Linked DNA regions of Zea mays: all the other regions are linked to region 1. The links are chromatin contacts, called in public Hi-C maps. All regions are on one chromosome and are shown on one strand. The core of a region is the stretch at or near the end of the contact, and the rest is flanking DNA. Distances in the headings are between cores, read along the strand shown.

What was found. Hi-C and Micro-C count contacts between places; a contact is called where the count stands out from the background.
Region 2: a contact with region 1 is called in a Hi-C map of ear, with 4 times the contacts expected there. The contact joins the promoter of LOC100384701 here to the promoter of LOC100384763 in region 1. A contact is called at or near these places in 6 of 25 Hi-C or Micro-C datasets (ear, leaf and tassel).
Region 3: a contact with region 1 is called in a Hi-C map of leaf, with 8 times the contacts expected there. The contact joins the promoter of LOC100193834 here to the promoter of LOC100384763 in region 1. A contact is called at or near these places in 8 of 25 Hi-C or Micro-C datasets (ear, leaf and leaf mesophyll).
Region 4: a Hi-C map of leaf shows a contact between it and region 1, with 3 times the contacts expected there. The contact joins the enhancer-like site here to the promoter of LOC100384763 in region 1. A contact is called at or near these places in 4 of 25 Hi-C or Micro-C datasets (ear, endosperm, leaf and 1 more).

What each region holds. Positions count from the first base shown.
Region 1 is chr8:38,228,468-38,232,582 of Zm-B73-REFERENCE-NAM-5.0, reverse strand. LOC100384763 reads right to left here and starts at 2,212. Exons shown (of 27, transcript NM_001362469.1): 1 at 2,028-2,212; 2 at 1,859-1,924; 3 at 919-1,005; 4 at 356-412; 5 at 178-242; 6 at 1-86. The coding sequence starts at 2,129.
Region 2 is chr8:37,764,093-37,768,207 of Zm-B73-REFERENCE-NAM-5.0, reverse strand. It overlaps LOC100384701 (Galactose oxidase/kelch repeat superfamily protein), which reads left to right and starts at 1,963. Exons shown (of 9, transcript NM_001177176.1): 1 at 1,963-2,410; 2 at 3,339-3,869; 3 at 4,101-4,115. The coding sequence starts at 2,297.
Region 3 is chr8:38,647,408-38,651,522 of Zm-B73-REFERENCE-NAM-5.0, reverse strand. LOC100193834 reads right to left here and starts at 1,802. Exons shown (of 5, transcript NM_001138916.2): 1 at 1,683-1,802; 2 at 311-917. The coding sequence starts at 842.
Region 4 is chr8:37,884,112-37,888,226 of Zm-B73-REFERENCE-NAM-5.0, reverse strand. No RefSeq gene overlaps it. Among protein-coding and RNA genes, the nearest start is that of LOC100384701, 120 kb to the right of the region's middle. Within about 2 kb of position 1,741, at least 18 of the 20 cell types and tissues checked have an H3K27ac peak or open chromatin away from gene starts, as enhancers often do. A contact at or near this core is called in ear, leaf and tassel, where this site is marked.

The DNA.
Region 1 (4,115 bases), core at 963-3,462:
GTTCAATTTTCACACCAGCAGGTCCTCCCCGTTTTGAGCAGCTCTTACCACCAACAGCTCCCACTACTTTACCGGATATCATAAACCTGCACGGTGCATGCATACATTAACATTTGAAGTTTCAATGTGATTCATGTTCACACAAAAAAATTAAACTAAATGGCTAAAGAAACAAACCCAGTGAACTGGAAATTTATATCCGCATTTCCATTGCACCCATTGTGATCAATGATGACAGGAACCTGAAGTGTTAGGTGAACATGTCATCCAGTAAAAGAACAAATGCACTTAGTGCTTAGTAAAGACAAAGTAAGGAGGGAAACAAAGGAAAGATTCAGTTAAGGAATTATTTTACAGTTTCGGGCTTCCATGACCATCCCTTGGGCCCCTTCACTCTGACCATGAACGAACCCTGTGTTGACAGAAGCGACAAGCATAAATAGTAGACATAAATTTTATTTTAGAAACAATGGAAGAGAATATCAAAATTATGATCTTAGCAACTTCCTCCAGTACAAAAAAAAATAGGTGCTGCTTTGGATGTCATACAGTCAAAAAATAAATTTCTTTGTAATATTCATTAGGAGCCTACATACCTTGATCACAATAACTAGTAGTCTAATTGTCTAAATATGTATAAAATATATCAATGATGTAATAGTATGGAACTGTTTTTTGAAGGAAGATCAGGCTATACAATTTCTAGAAGTTCAATTGAAATATCAAAAAGGATATTGATGACAAAAACTTAAACAGGGCATCATGCTGACAGTAGCCAAAACATAACATGTTTTGTGACAGGAGGGAGTAGTGCCCTTTAACCTTTGCTCCTACTTGCAATAAAATTGTATGTGTAAATAAAATGAGAACACATAAAAGATAATCCAGAACTAAAGTAAACAAAAAACACAAAGATACCTTATCATAGACGGGGATAAAATAGTATCCATTAGGAGCACACTGTGTGCTTTCTTTAACCAAACCATCAACAGTGCAGAGCTCAACCTGATACACAAAGTTAAGAGGGAATCAGTTGGAGGCTTAGTGCAAATCATAAATAAATATAAAAACATATGCATCAAAACCAAAGCACAAGCATGATTAACGGAACATACACAGACACAAATAGAGCAATACTAGAATAATAGCCATGTATTAAAAATGATATTAATCTCTACATGCTACAGTTTGCATATGTCACTATATGAGAGATGAAAATATCCATCAGTTTAAACTTAGTAGAACCCACCCAACCAAATCATCCCCCACACCCACAACCTCCACTAAACAAATTGCACCCAGACTTAACAAAACATGAAAACCAACGTTTCAGATCGCTGGATAAACTCTCTCCCTTACTCAAATCTAATGGACAATATTATTTGAATCATCCCCCATCGCTCCCCCCAGCATAATTAAGGTCCAGCAATCACCAAAGCTACCAGAAACAAGAAATCAGTATGTGCTCAAAACACCGGCAGGGCAACCTCTTGTGCCCTAATGGTAATTCTAAATGGTCTGAATAGAGTGTAGAGTCGCTAAACCCAACCATGCAAACCCATAGGGCAGTGATCTGAATACCATGGGACAACAGGCAATCCGAAACTAGGATAGTTGTTAGAGCAGCGGCGGTAACTCAGCATCATGCAACCAGAACGTGTTCAGCTCTCCATGAGGTCCAATTCAAGTGAACGGCATCAAGCAAATGTATGTTTAGACTAAACGAATCATGCATAAAAATACCAGTCAAAGCTCGATAGGAAAGGACAGCTGAGTGCAACTACGAAGCTTGTCTACGTGATGGGATGAGACGGTCCTAAGATATAAAAACTGACGATGGCGGGAGCGGACGGCATACCGTGATGTCGGAGTAATCGAGCTTGGAATCCGATGCCTTCCTCGACTTGGCCAAGCCAGAGCTCGCCTGAAACCACCCAAAACCCCAAGTCGCATCAGTGTAACAAGTCACACCTAACCAAAGCGAAACACACTGTACACGGAGATAGAGCAACATGAGGAACGTCGACCTCGACGACGCCGCCGCATCCGTGGATCTCGTCAGAGGCGACAACGGCGGAGAAGAAGGCAAGCAGGAGGGAGAGAAGGATGGGGAGACGGCGGGGATCCATAGATAATAGATCGGATCTAGCGGGAGCGGAGCATGCCACCGGGGGAGACGACGACGAGATCGATATGTGCGGGGGCGATGTGTATTAGTGGTAGCAGTGGAGTTTGATATTTGCTAACAGCCTAGCACTCGCTTGGACCGCTGTGGACCTGTGCCCTATGCTGTGGGTGTGGGCTTTTTTCCTGGGCCCTAGGTGTAGTGTAGATGTAACTATAGAAGACGATGGGGTTGGGCTGGAATAATGGCCTTGACAAAATTGGGGGTTTCACGTCCCTGTTTTCATGAAACTCCATTGAACCCCCCCCCCCCCCCCCCCCCCCATTGAGAGCCACTAGATCAGGCGGCGCCCCTTCGGACGCCCTATCCAACAAAGGGTAAAACAGGAGCGAGCAATTGTACATATCATATTCAAATTTAGCAGAGGATTAGATAAATTATTTAGCACAATCCACAAAACTAATTAGTGCGAGACAGGTAGAGCAACAAAGCAATGAGCAGACCAAACACATAGAGACTGAACATAGTAATGCATATCAAATTGGAACTATAGAAAAAAAAACCTTCATTTGCTATAGCAATTAGAGCACAAACAAAATGAAGTGCAATAAAAGCATAACTCGGGGCACATATATACATGCACACTAAAATAGAAGTGTAGCGCTTGTTTTACATAGCAATCCTTCATTAATCTGTGCATCCATATGGTACACATCCAAAAGCAGGATAGAACGTATTGATCCAGGTTCCTGATGCTACCACCAAAGGATCAACTTATATGTATAAGTTGGTTTCATAAGACAAGCATAATTATAGAGACTAAGCTACAGACGGATCGACATATATCCCTCGCATTGTCGCGATGAACATAAAAACACGGTGTTCCCTTATCCAGGATGAAACCTAGGAGGAGATAAACATGTATGCACTACATAGTTCTTGCGAACACAAAAGTGCAACATCCCCGAATTCATGATAAAACGTCAGCCTCACCGGACCTGAGGGGAAAAAGCTTTTTTATGTAAGATATAAAAACTAAATAAACGATAGTAATGGATGGTTTATGAAACTTACTTAAGGTATCAATACAGTCTCTGATGCACCCCTTTTACCAAATTTCCATCTCAGACACTATCAAGTATGGTATGATGATTTTAAATTTGAAGATTTTAATTTGGATTTACAAAATTCCAAGAGCACATAAATCTAGCTACATTGATACGCATTTCCAAAGAGACAATGCTTCACTAACCTGTAGAGAAAATGAGTTGTGTGCATGATTTCTTAAAAACGATTTTGAAGATGTCAGGTTTTATCAAGAAACTTATGGCATTAATTTATTGCAATGCTCTCCTTTTTTATTCAGATAGAACAGTGTTTTAATCTGAATCCATTAATTAGAATAAACTATGAACTTTAAAAATGGGCTTGGACACTGTCATAAGCGCTGAAAATATAAGGAAAAACAATAGTAATAAATGTTCCTCTAGAAAGTAACTACAACAATATTTGGAATGAAAAACGAGGAGACAGTTTATAGGATAGTTTGGAAGGTATTTCCTTAATTTATTTGGTTTGAGGGTATTTCCAGTATAATCCTTGGTGAATAAAATGGTAAGATTTGTCATCTTTACATGTCGCTGCAAAACTTGTTAGTAGTGTTTATTGACTGTTTTATATTGCCTAGGAATTTGACTATCTTTGCCTGGATGAGCAGCAACTGATGATGCACAGAATATGATGGTAAGATGTTTTATATTCTTTATGCAATTCTTGGTGTTTGTTCCTAATTGATACATGATGCATGGTACACCACGTAACACTTACTTCAGCTGAATTCAGTGGTTCCTATGCAACTCCACCACTGCTTACCGTAGGACGCTAGGACCGTGCGATCAGGTCTCTAGCAAGGAGTCGTATATGGGCATATTGTTCAGTTTATTTCCTGAGTCATTTAACTGGGAATTAGCCTATCGTAAATAAGAAAGGT
Region 2 (4,115 bases), core at 714-3,213, 460 kb after region 1:
CTTTCTACCAAAATGTAGCATTTTCTCCCAAATACTCTAAAGTATGAAAGTTTAGGTTTGTTACTAGTTAGAAGTTCATATGATGTTTTATTAAGGAGTCGGTGTAAGTACAACCGGTTAATGGTGTGGTTTCTATCCAAAACCGATCTGATGTCTTGTATTCCTCAAGCATGGTCATCGTCATATCAATTAGAGTTTTGTTCTTCTTTTCCACCACACCATTCTATTGTGGTGAATAGGGAGAGGAGAACTCATGCTTGATTCCCTATCTCTGAAGAAAGTCTTCCACTTGAGTGCTCTTGAACTTTCTTATGTTGTTGCTTCTTATCTTCTGCACAAGGAGCCCCTAGGGAGGGCCTATTGCACACATCTCAAGGCATGGGGTCTTGTAGTCTTTTCCTGGTCATGGGTCCCAATGCTTGTGGACCTATGCAAGTCAATCTGGTAATTTGCTGATGATAAGATCCTTGCACGTGTCATGGTACGAGTCGGAGGTATGTCTTTTCCGAGACGCTGACATATTTTTATATTAAAAAGTGTCGAGGATAGAGGATTAAATATGATACTTTGTTGAGTTGCACTGTAGATAAAATAAGGACAATTCCAAATATAATTTATGGTATAATTTTTATGTTTGCTAGATAATATATCTTATACATAGAAACTATATTTTTGGTGAACATGTTTTTTAATTAAATTTTCATCTAAGCACTTGCTTCGTATCGCCAAATCATATGTATTTTTATCTTGATTCTCGTGTAGAAAGTAGTTTCTTATATAATAGATTATCTTTTATCTCTCCTTTTTATTATTAGGATACTAAGTTACTATTTTACTTGGTATCTAAATTGAGGCTATGCATCTTACTAGAGAAAGTATAATAATATAGCCGAACACTGGCTATAAGAATCTTTGCAGCCTACCCCTTAGCCCATCTATATAGTAGTTAGCTTTTCACAATTAATTGTCTCTCTCACAAAGCGTCTTTGTTTTTGTGTTTGAGCTGGCTATAAGTTTACACATGTTTTTCTTCTATTTCCTCCACCTCAGTATTTAACATGTTTATAGCCTGTTATTATACTTAGCTCTTAGGGCGTGTTTGGTTCGTGCATCATTTCTAGAATCTCATTCTACAATCTTTTTATTATTAGCCAAACAATGTTTGAATTTTGTATTGGATTTTGTACCAGAATCTCATAATCTAAATATATAATTAGATAATAGAATTTGTTGTGGTATCTAACTTCTCAAAATTTGTAAGGAGCTAAACACCACCAAAGTACTCACCCTAAGACCGTATAAAAAAGTTTATCTATATGGTTATCCAAAACACTGTTTTATACTGTTATGCATTATAGACTATAATGTTTCGTAGAGTAAAATTTAAATATATAGACTACAAAAGGCACAGCTTCCCATGGCATCACGGCCACGCACCGCAATGCATCCCAATCCCAAAACCCCATAATTTTGAACAAATCACAACCCCCCGTTTTCCAACCCAAGCCAAACCAAAGCCCTGGTTCGTCGGTAGTCCGTCAGCGTGGAGTGTACTGTAGCCATGTAGGTGTGCAATTTGATACTCCCTCACACACTCCCAGGCACACGTTTCCCCATACACGCCCACACCATCCAGTCCAGTCCAGTCCAGTCTAGTCCGCCTCTTCATTTCATGCTGTATTTTCATAGCAGCAGTAGCCAGTAATAGATGCTGCCTTGCGCGGCTGTTACTACTACTCACTCTACTCCTACCAGTGGAGTGTGTAGTACGTGGTCACACCACACCACGGAGAATCAGAGTATCAGACCATAGTATAGGAGAGCAGAGCAGGGCGCCTTTGCATCGCAAGGTCACTCGTGTCCCCACTCGCCTCCGTCGCCTCCACGCAGCAGCAGCAGCGGCTCGGTCGCCAGTATTCATAGCTGGGGGTAGGGCGGGCGACCCGCCGCGACTGGGAGAACCTTGGACATGAGTTGAAAGGCCCTATCTTTTCATGTCCATGTCCATCTCCCGAGTGAAAGCGAGCGAGCGAGCGACCGATTGATTGACGTGTGATGCCTCACTAGCTGGAGAGCGCTCTCTCCTTTGTGGCAAATCTCATCAGCAACAGAGACGGCTGGTGTGACACCTTGTGAAAACGCCCGCTCGCTCGCTCAGTCGCTCCGTCTCTCTCTCCCTCCCTCCATATCTCCCTTTGCCACCTGCTGTCTCCCTCCTCATCTCTCTCCAGTCGAGTCGGCAGTCTCTACCACTCTGCTTCCTTTCCCCTCCTCTTCTTCTCCAGAAAGCAGAGGCATGGAGCGGCAGAGGAAGGCAATGTGGCTGTACCCCAAGGTGGTCGGCTTCAACCCGCCGGAGAGGTGGGGCCACTCCGCCTGCTTCTTCGAAGGGGTCGTCTACGTCTTTGGGGTATGTATCCTATCGTATGATGATATGATGTCCATCAACCAACGCCTGCGGTTCTGTTCCATCCTCTTGATCCCGTCTTATCCGGCCATGTTTTCGCTCTGAATTCTTCTACAGATTTCGCGTCTTTCTTGAATTTGATGCCTCCTAGTACAGCTATACTATTTAGTTGCTAGTGATATGGAAGCTTAATACTTACTGGTAGCTGCGAACTAGTTCATCAGGAAGAAGACGCATGCTGGTGGTGGTTTGAGCTATGACCCCGCCTCTACCGGCTGAGGGTAGATTATTTTGGACAAAAGGTTGTTTATCATCTCTGGTGTTCATCCTCTGGAGCTGTGTTTTGTCCCGCTGCTGTAGTGTAGCAAGCCAGCAAGCAAAATGTCGTGTAGCTTTCACCAAAAGCGAGGGAGTCCTTGTCCATAACGGGAAAAAAAAGGTTTTTTAAGCTGATGTCCTCGGTTGTGCTAAGCAGAACCCGCCCCATCTGCAATCCAGTTTGTTAATTTGAGCTGAGGTTTCAGTGGTTTAGCGTCAAATGCACTGCAGCAGGAGTAGAGTAGGACGAGTGGATGGGAAAAAGGAAGAAGATAGCCTTTTCGCTCTTGTTCCTCTTTCCCCCGTCCGCTTGGGTTGGGCCAGGCGAGGACCACTCCGCCCCGCGTTTAAGCTTCCCCCTGATTGTGTGCTGCTGGGATGATGGTATGGTCAGTGGTCACGCAAAGAGAAAAATGTTGAATGCCAGCAGCAATTGGATGGGTGCTACTTACTGCACCGACCCGGACGCCGTCCTCTGCTGGACGATCCGACACATGGTTCCACTTCCACAGTGATGTTGATCAGATCGAACGAACGAGCAATCATTCTGCAATCCGTTTCTTTGTGGTTGGTGTCGGAGCTGCTGTGACGCGACGCGATTCTTTAACTCCAGGGATGCTGCGGCGGCCTGCACTTCAGCGACGTGGTGACGCTGGACGTGGAGACGATGGCGTGGAGCGCGCTGGCCACGACGGGGCAGCGGCCGGGCACGCGGGACAGCCACGGCGCCGCGCTGGTGGGCCACCGGATGCTCGTGTTCGGGGGCACCAACGGCGGCAAGAAGGTGAACGAGCTGCACGTGCTGGACCTGCGCACCAGGGAGTGGAGCCGCCCGCAGTGCAGGGGGGCGGCGCCGTCGCCGCGGGAGAGCCACAGCGTCACCGTCGTCGGGGGCGACCGCCTCGTGGTCTTCGGCGGGAGCGGGGAGGGGGAGGGCAACTACCTCAGCGACGTGCACGTGCTGGACGTGCCCACCATGACGTGGTCCACGCCGGAGGCCATCAGGGGCGGCGCCCCCGCGCCCAGGGACAGCCACAGCGCCGTCGCCGTCGGCGCCAGGCTCTTCGTCTTCGGCGGGGACTGCGGCGACCGCTACCACGGCGGGGTGGACGTGCTCGACGTCGACACCATGGCGTGGTCAAGGGTAAGCGGAGCGCCGTGTCCTTGTCATCTCAAATCTGACAGCTCTACCAGATGCACATGTTTCCGGTTGCCATATTATTATCTTTCTTTCGCTTTCCAAATGTGATGCTGACTTACATCCATCTCTTCACAAGGAGCATATTCATCTGTTGATGCTGACTGCCATGATGCATGTTTTGAAAGAAAAAAGAAACACCAATTCATCTGCCTTAATTTGAATGATTTTTCACAGTTTCCTGTCAAGGGC
Region 3 (4,115 bases), core at 553-3,052, 420 kb before region 1:
ACCAGTAGTACACTGAAGGAATTAGTCAAACACCATTTTATAAATATCTGGCAAGGTAATGGTTGCAAAGTGAATGCAAGTATAACTGCTGACAAGGTATTGGTTGCAAAGTGAATGCAAGTATAACTGCAGTGAACACCTGTCATAATGCAATGGTGATTAAGTAGGAAATATCTAGGTCGCAGCGGATGCAGCAGAAGCAACAAAGATGATTTACTGTTATGCACAACCAGTGCTGGTGAACAAGAATCCGTTTGTGCATGGAACATAGCGCATGTAAACATTTCTTATAGGTTACCAGTTGTTATACCTTGCCAAAGTATGAAGAAACATAAGATGACGGTAATGATCAAAGCCACCAAGTTCCCAATGGAAGATGCTGGTTTGGAATTCTTCATCTTCTTCAATGCCTTCATACGCTCAATCCTAGCCTTCTTTAACACCGCAAGCTCCGATAGTGCACTGATGAGCTTCTGATCAGCAGGGTCTAATGGTGAAGTAGTCTGTGATCTTGGAGGTCGTGGCGGCTTCTTATACCATTTTTTATTTTCCTTATCAGCAGTTGACTTATCCAAAATCCCAACCTTGATCTCCCCTTCAGCTTTCATAGGCTCTCCACTTTTAACAGATGAATCTTGACGGTGTGAAGAGAAACAACATATGTGGTGACTCTTATCATCCTTCAGTGCTACAAGATCATCCCATGAGCTGGGCCGCATTGTACTTGCATGCCCAGCTATTGAATTAACCTTCATCCCACTATTGTCCTCTATGGGTAGCAAGCACTTGCCTTTCTCCAGGTCAACCAACATATCTTGGACACATACTTCCTTTACCTCCATTAGAATGACAGAAAAATCTCCAAATGATCAAGATGTAGGAAAACAACCCCTCCTTTCTTTCTAGAAATCAAGGAGCTGCAATAAAATTTTAAGATATAAGTTAATTCATATTAAATGCTACTCAGATACAAAAGCATATGCAAGGATCAAATATGGGTAGCAAATTCGACATCTCACAAATTACAAAATCAAATAACAATCATAACTCGTAGCATTGCTAAAACAAGACAAAAAGATAAGGTAAACAACTTAACAATATAAGCACAGAAGTCATCAGATAAGGTCATAAAACACAAAGGGGGCAATTTTCCGGAGTCTAACATTTTAAAATAAAGAAAAAAGGGTCAGTAGGTGAGTAGGAAAAACCTAAGCTGAAAGGACTGAGTGCCTGAGTGGAAGGAGAATAAGTAGGAACCCAAAAGTTTCAAACTCCACCAATATAGTGGTTGCCAGAAGCCAAAACAGCATACCCCTTATACCTGAAAATACTTGATAACACTGCCGAACTATCCACTAAATCAACACACAAGCCAGTAGCTTGCCTAAAGATTTCAACACTTTCCTCCAGAAACAATTTCAACTGATTTTACTGAACACAAGATGTACCTAAGTGGTTAGTTATCAAGGCAATCGATATCTCAAAACACTGCCTCTGATCCTAAATAGAAGTCCATTTAGTATTGTTTTTTTGTCAAAGCTTATTAGCTTTGTCCATCAAGGCATCAACATGTATAGATCCATGTATAGCTTTGCCCGTCACGGCATCAACATGTACAGCTAAAAAGCTTTAGGTTAGGGTTTAGGTGCTCGGCTTCGCACAGCAGAGAAAGGCGGGAATACCTGGTGGGTGCTCGTCGCCGGCGAAGATACTGACGAAGGCCTTAGCACCTGGCACAGGACGGCGGCGGCACACCAGTCGTCGGAGAGCGAGACGGGGGCGAGACCGCGAGACAAACGGAGTCAACTGCGGCGCAGGGACAGTGCATGGCCAAGCGACCAAGCTCGAGTTTAGTTCGTTGAATGATGTTTTAATCTAATTATAATAATACATATAATTTAATTACAAAACTAATGGTATAAATAAAAACTAAACGACTAGACAAATTTTAGAGGGCCTAGTAATAACTTGTAAGAAATTATTTTTCACATATTTATTTTACAAATTATTTTTTATCTATCTCTCCCTTTTTATTTTCTATTTTCCTCGATTGTACATATTTCTACCCAATAGAACAGTGCCAAAGGCAAGTAAAATATTGGTTTTAAATAATGGGAACAACGATGATAACTATTAGGTTATTATAAATAAGTAAATAGATTTTTTATATACTTTATTAAGACGGTATATTTTTTACCAAAGCTAGAAGCCTTTTCAATATAACATAGAAAAATTCATAAAACTAGAACATTTTTATCATAAACCTATAACCCTTTTCTTAAACAATAAATCATTTTATTTTTGTTACAATTTCTAACTGAACATTAATTTTTGGTATGCTAAATATGGTGGGTGGGATGGTTCCTATGAACAGGAACGGGCTTTGTGCACGTGCAACAAGTGCGATAGTACAGAGCCCAAAATTCGAGGGGGTGTAAAAAATTATCTTTGTAGTAGGCCTAAACAATATGCATCCGTGAGTGGACCAACAATGTAGCTAAAAGAAACACGGATGACTAAGAGGAGGTAAATTAAGACTTCTAAAATTCTCACTAAACCAGGCCACAAATAAAACCCTAGAACAAAACTTATGCAATTAAGTAAACTAGAATGCGCAAACTAGGTTTTGTCTAAGCATTGCTATCTATACCACAAAATGAGTTTTCCAACCTAAGTTTCAGTCCCATATTCTAAACTAAGAATAGTAAAGATTGCTACTTAAGTAATTAGTAAATGCGGAAGTTAAAGAGCAAAGGTAGAGATTCAACCTCTCGGGGACGATGCCGGTATTTTTACCGAGGTATCTGAAACCACGTAAGGTCCCGACTAATCCTCGTTAGTGCCCCTATGCAAAGGGTAGCCCACGCGAGGGCCAAGCACCACAATCGAGTAACTCGGTAAAGAGTCGCAGACCTTCTCCATGTGCAAGTGGTACTTCGCTTCTGGCTTCTCTCGGATGCTCCCAGCCGTCTCCACTATCGAGCTTCCTGTCGAAATGTCGCGGATCTCATTCCCTCCGATACACGGTGATAGTCGTATCAAACACGGCTGATATGGTCTTGCAAGACTCTTGCCGCACTCGATATAATTACAATGTCTTGCACAAGAGCCGAGGGGTTTGTGGGTTTGCTAACATCACTCATGCAACTAGGAATACATATAGAGCAAGCGCTAATGTGGTCTAACTAACCTAAGCACTTCACAAATCACCTACGCTAATCATCGAGTTATTCTATTAAGCACTTGTGCGATGGAGCTCTTAGAAATATGCATCTATACTTTGGATATGTTTATTGTGCTCCAACAACTCCAAATGGCCGGCTAGGGTGGTTTATATAGAGCATCCACTCAATTTTAGTCGTTTGTGGAAAGGCTGCAGATTCTGTCTGCGACCACACTAGACCGTTTGGTCTGGACTTTCCATGTCAGCTAGTCGTTGCCTCTGACTGCATTGTAGACGGTCCGGTGTGCCAGTGCCACCCGCACGTTCTAGTGCCGCCACGTCAAATGATTGTTGGCTACTAGTCGTTGGACTATGGTCTGGTGCACTACCAGACCAGTCCGGTGCGGTAGCTGTCCGAGAGCCAATTCAAGTGCTCTCTGCGCACACGGTCTGGTGCACCACCGGATCGGTCCGGTGAGCCACCAGTGCGCCAGCTGACAGCCCATTCTTGGATTTATTCTGTCTTTTCACTTGGGCTCGGTATTGTGTCTTGGACTTGTGCTGAATATTTGTAAGTCTTCTTATTGTCTTTTAGGTTTTCTTTTGAGGTGTTGCATCCTTAGAGACTTAGTCCAATCCACTTCGCATCCTGCAAACTACAAAACACAAACTTTTGAAAAATATTAGTTCATTGGTTATGTTGTTCATCAAACACCAAAATCAGTTAGTCAAATGGGTCAGGGTCCATTTTTCTTACAATCTCCCCCTTTTTAGTGATTGATCACAACACAATCAAAGCAAGCAAATATTAAATACAGAATTGAAATATGCAATCTACTTGCTATGGATGCATGTCTATAAGCAAGACGTATGAGCTAGCTACCAAATTGATAGATATGAGGACATTTATAAATTAAGCACAATCTTGCATATACAACTAGTCCCCAATGTG
Region 4 (4,115 bases), core at 492-2,991, 340 kb after region 1:
CATAAATGACATATGCATCATGCTGAAGTTTATTTGATTGTGCATTTATAAATAATGAAAATAATAATATCAAAAACAATACATTGATGTACAAACTAGAATTTAAAACATTAATTGAAGATTTAGGAATCATAAAATGACAAAGGGAAGAGGAAGAGAAAGAAAATACTATATAAATAAAATAAAGATATAAATAAATATATATTCTTCATATACTAGGGTTCGAATTTTGCATTTAGCCTAATGGTGAAATTCACAACAAAAATTGGAATCCAAATTTGAGACCTAAAAATAGAAAGGAAGGAAATCAGAAAAAGGAAAAAGAAAAAAAAGCGAAGACTGGAATCTCGCACTGGGCCAAATTACCTCGGGTCGGCCCACCTTGCCACGCTCGGTCAGCTGACCAACAACGCGCTTGGGTACGCTGCAAAATGGGCCCGCACGTCGGTCTCCGTAGGGCGCGCGCACGTCACTGCGGGCTGGGACCCACTTGTCACCCCGGCCATCGCGACGGTAACAAACCGGGGCGAGTCACGCGGCGAACTTCGCTCCGTCTCGGCGCGAGCGGGCACGCTCCACGACTCCGCGCAACTGGGCAATAAAAATAGACCCTCCTCCCACGATCCCCCTCTTGCTCACTGCTCGCCGCCGCCTACATAGTCCTACCAGCGATCTAGGAGGGGGAGTGTGATCGAGTTGGGGGAAATATGCAAGGCCCAAATTTTGTATAAGAAAAAAATAAAAAAATAAATATGTGCTGAGATAATATGAGTATACATTCCTTTTTTCTACAAATCTTGAGGACGAGATTTCTGTTAAAGGGTAGGATTTGTAAGACCCAAAATTTGTATAAGAAAAAAATAATAAAATAAATAAAGAAATTAAATAGTAAAGTGAGATATCTTCAATTATACTTGAGCTTCGGATGTTGAGGACTGAACTTTTGAAACAAAGAATGAATGTAGAAAGGTTTTCTATCCAACTAAATGATTATTCATTTCATTAAAAATGAAACATTATAAGCATTTATTTAAATAAGTATTGATACATAAGGATAGTATTACATTTTGATCACTCAAATCTAAACTGGACATTTAAAATTTTAAACATAATTTGAAACTCAGAAAAATAAATAATAGGAGGTGCATATTTTTTGAGTGAATACTCCTTTCGTCAATACTATACTTAAAAGCATTTATTAAAGTAAGTAATAAATAAAGAAGTAAAATAAACTTTGCATCCATTATGGACTTTGGGTAATTTAAGAAAGTCTATTATGTGACTTGAATAAATATGTTTTCAAATAGGAGATTATATAGAAGATCATTATATGAGTTAATTTATTAATAAAACATCTATAAAAATCTCCTAAAATAATTAAGCTAAGGTATATTTTAATAAATAATAAAGATTAGAAATTAGAGTCTTAATACACCTTAGGTGAGCATAATTGGTGAATTCAAAATCATTTTAAAGATATGGAAAAATAAATAAATAAAATTTTGGATTTGCATTTATGAGGGGGTCCTTCTGTTTGTTCATTAAAACTTGAGTACAAATTCAAAACCGAAATTTAATTGAATTTGAAATTAGAAAAATTAGAAAAGAAAATAGAAATAAGAAAAAGAAAAGGGATTTTACCTACCCTGGGCCGAAATCACCGCGCGGCCCATAACACCATCGGCATCTACCACTGACATGGGGGCCCACGCACCAGCCATCTCTCAAGCACACGTGCGTGCTACTGTCTTCGCTGGCTTGTGGGTCGTCCCGTCAGGCGCGCGTTACCCGGACCTCCACTCACTGATGATGCGGGCCCCGTCTGTCATCCCTTCCCCCTTCGTTGTGACACGCGAGCAGAATTCTGTGGGGATCTCAACGGAATCGGCAGGTGCTGTTTCGTCCGCCCGGGATTCTTGCGCCATGATCCGCTCTCTTCGCTTGGGCTGCACCTAATATCTGGTGGGGTCAACCTGTCAACCCTCCTCCCGTGACCACCACATGCCCAACGGATTTCTGTTTGAGAAGATCGTGCCGGCTCACCTGGGAATCCTACCGACCGGATGCCTTTGGGCTCTTATAAATTCCTGACCGCCTAGTCGTAGCCACCGCCGTATGCATCTGTGTCGAGATGAGAGAGAGGAATCGAAGGGTGAGAGAGAGACCACGGGGTAGAAGGTAATCCCGTGCGCGGCCGTGGGGGCGATTCTATCGGCGCCATCGATTCAGTTGAGGAAGTGGTGGGGGAAACTCCGGTGATTCGTGGGGAGGCGCGCGAAGCATGATCCAGTCGGAATCTGGCCGACTCTAGCCGGGATTCGTCGCTGGACTTCACGGAGCAGCCGATCCGCCTACCCCAACATCGCCGCACTGCTCTGCTGAATGATCACCGGTTTGTACCCTTCCTCTATATTCGCGCGGTCATTCCATTCGCTTAGCACCTGGGTAATCGGAGTTTGGCGCGCGGAATTGCCAGTGGGGGTTCACCGACGTGCCCTCTGCCGCGGGGGGGGGGGGGGGGGGGGGGGGGGGGGGGGGGCAGTGCCGCCATGGCCAACTTAGGGCCCGTTCGGTTGTTATGGAATGGAGTACTGGAACCGTTCCTAGCCGGATTGCTTCTCTAATTTGTATAAGTTTTGATTAGCAGGAATAATTCTTGGTGCGTTCCTGCAGAAACGAACAGGCCCTTAGTGGGTTGAAGAAGATAATCCCTGGTCTGTTGGATCGGGCGTGTACAGATTAGATTAGAAGATGGAATATCGGTTCGGCGTGGTAGGCTGTAGATCGTCAGATCTTGAAGGTAGGGCCAGGATTAGATTCCTGGTATTCTTTCGTCCAATAGGATCCGAGTCGTCCATCCTAGATCCTATGGCCGAGGTGTTGTACCGGTTCGACCGAGATCCAATCTAATCGGTGCCTTTAGTCCTTGATCGAACGACCGAGATCGATGTATAACCCTTCGTCGAGGCATATTAGCGTAAAAGCCCCTTAGTTATTAAGAAACCAACCCGCCGTCCTGGGTGACTGTGCACTGTGTCTTAGTTATTTTTGCGCCAGGGCCCCTGCACTTCCCTAATTTTGGTGCGCAATCTAGAGATCCGAGGAAATTAGTTAATTAATTATAGAAATGAATTTTTAATATAAAAACAATTCCTAGAACTTATTTAATTCATATAAAATTCATACTTAGTCCAAATTGATCCATTCTAGTTCGTGTAATTTTGTAATAATATTGTTCATCACATAGTGTCTCTGGTTTGACATGAAAAATGTATTAAAATTTAACTCTTAATTAATCATGTATCAAATACATAAAACCTTCGGAAATTCATAACTCCTTCGTTTTAATTCCGAATTGACTCGTCCCAGTTGTGTTAGCTTCGTATAAATATTTACTACGCAGTAACAACATCAATTATACCATGTCGCATACTGTTATATTTATTTATCCTATGTCTACTAGATTAGCATGTCCATAATTATAACTTGATTAAAGTATGATCTCTAGTTAAGTTATAATTAAGATTAAAGTTGAGTTAACTATTTATAGAATATGCTCTCATACTAATCAATTTATTGTATGATTTAATATTCAAATCACATAGATCTCCCATAAATCATAACTCCTTAACCATGACTCCAATCTTAGTAGTTCTCGATCCCACGATCTCGTAGCAATGCGTAGATTATTATCATGCAGTTTGTTCTTATGTTTGGTGTGATGCTAATTTTGTCTATACCATGTTTGTTTGTATTGCTACGACTAGTGTGAGGTCACGAGTCACCTGAATATCATCCTGGTACCTGGAATCTCAAGTCCCAAGCAAGTTGTGCCCTTGACCACTTTTTAACCAATAATGTTCTTTATTATCACTTATCAATGCATAGGTTAATTTGGATGGGACCCAATAGATCACCCTAGACTGGTTATCCTTTTACCTTGTTTATCCCTAAATCATTTGGGTAACTATGCTATTGCTTTACATGGTTTTGGGTTAATATTTAATTATATCCATGTTCCAATTATTCTGTTATTTTATTTATGTTCATGTCAAGATTATTATCTTTAATTGGAACATCGAGCTTAACTTGAAAAACATGTGCCACCACAAGGG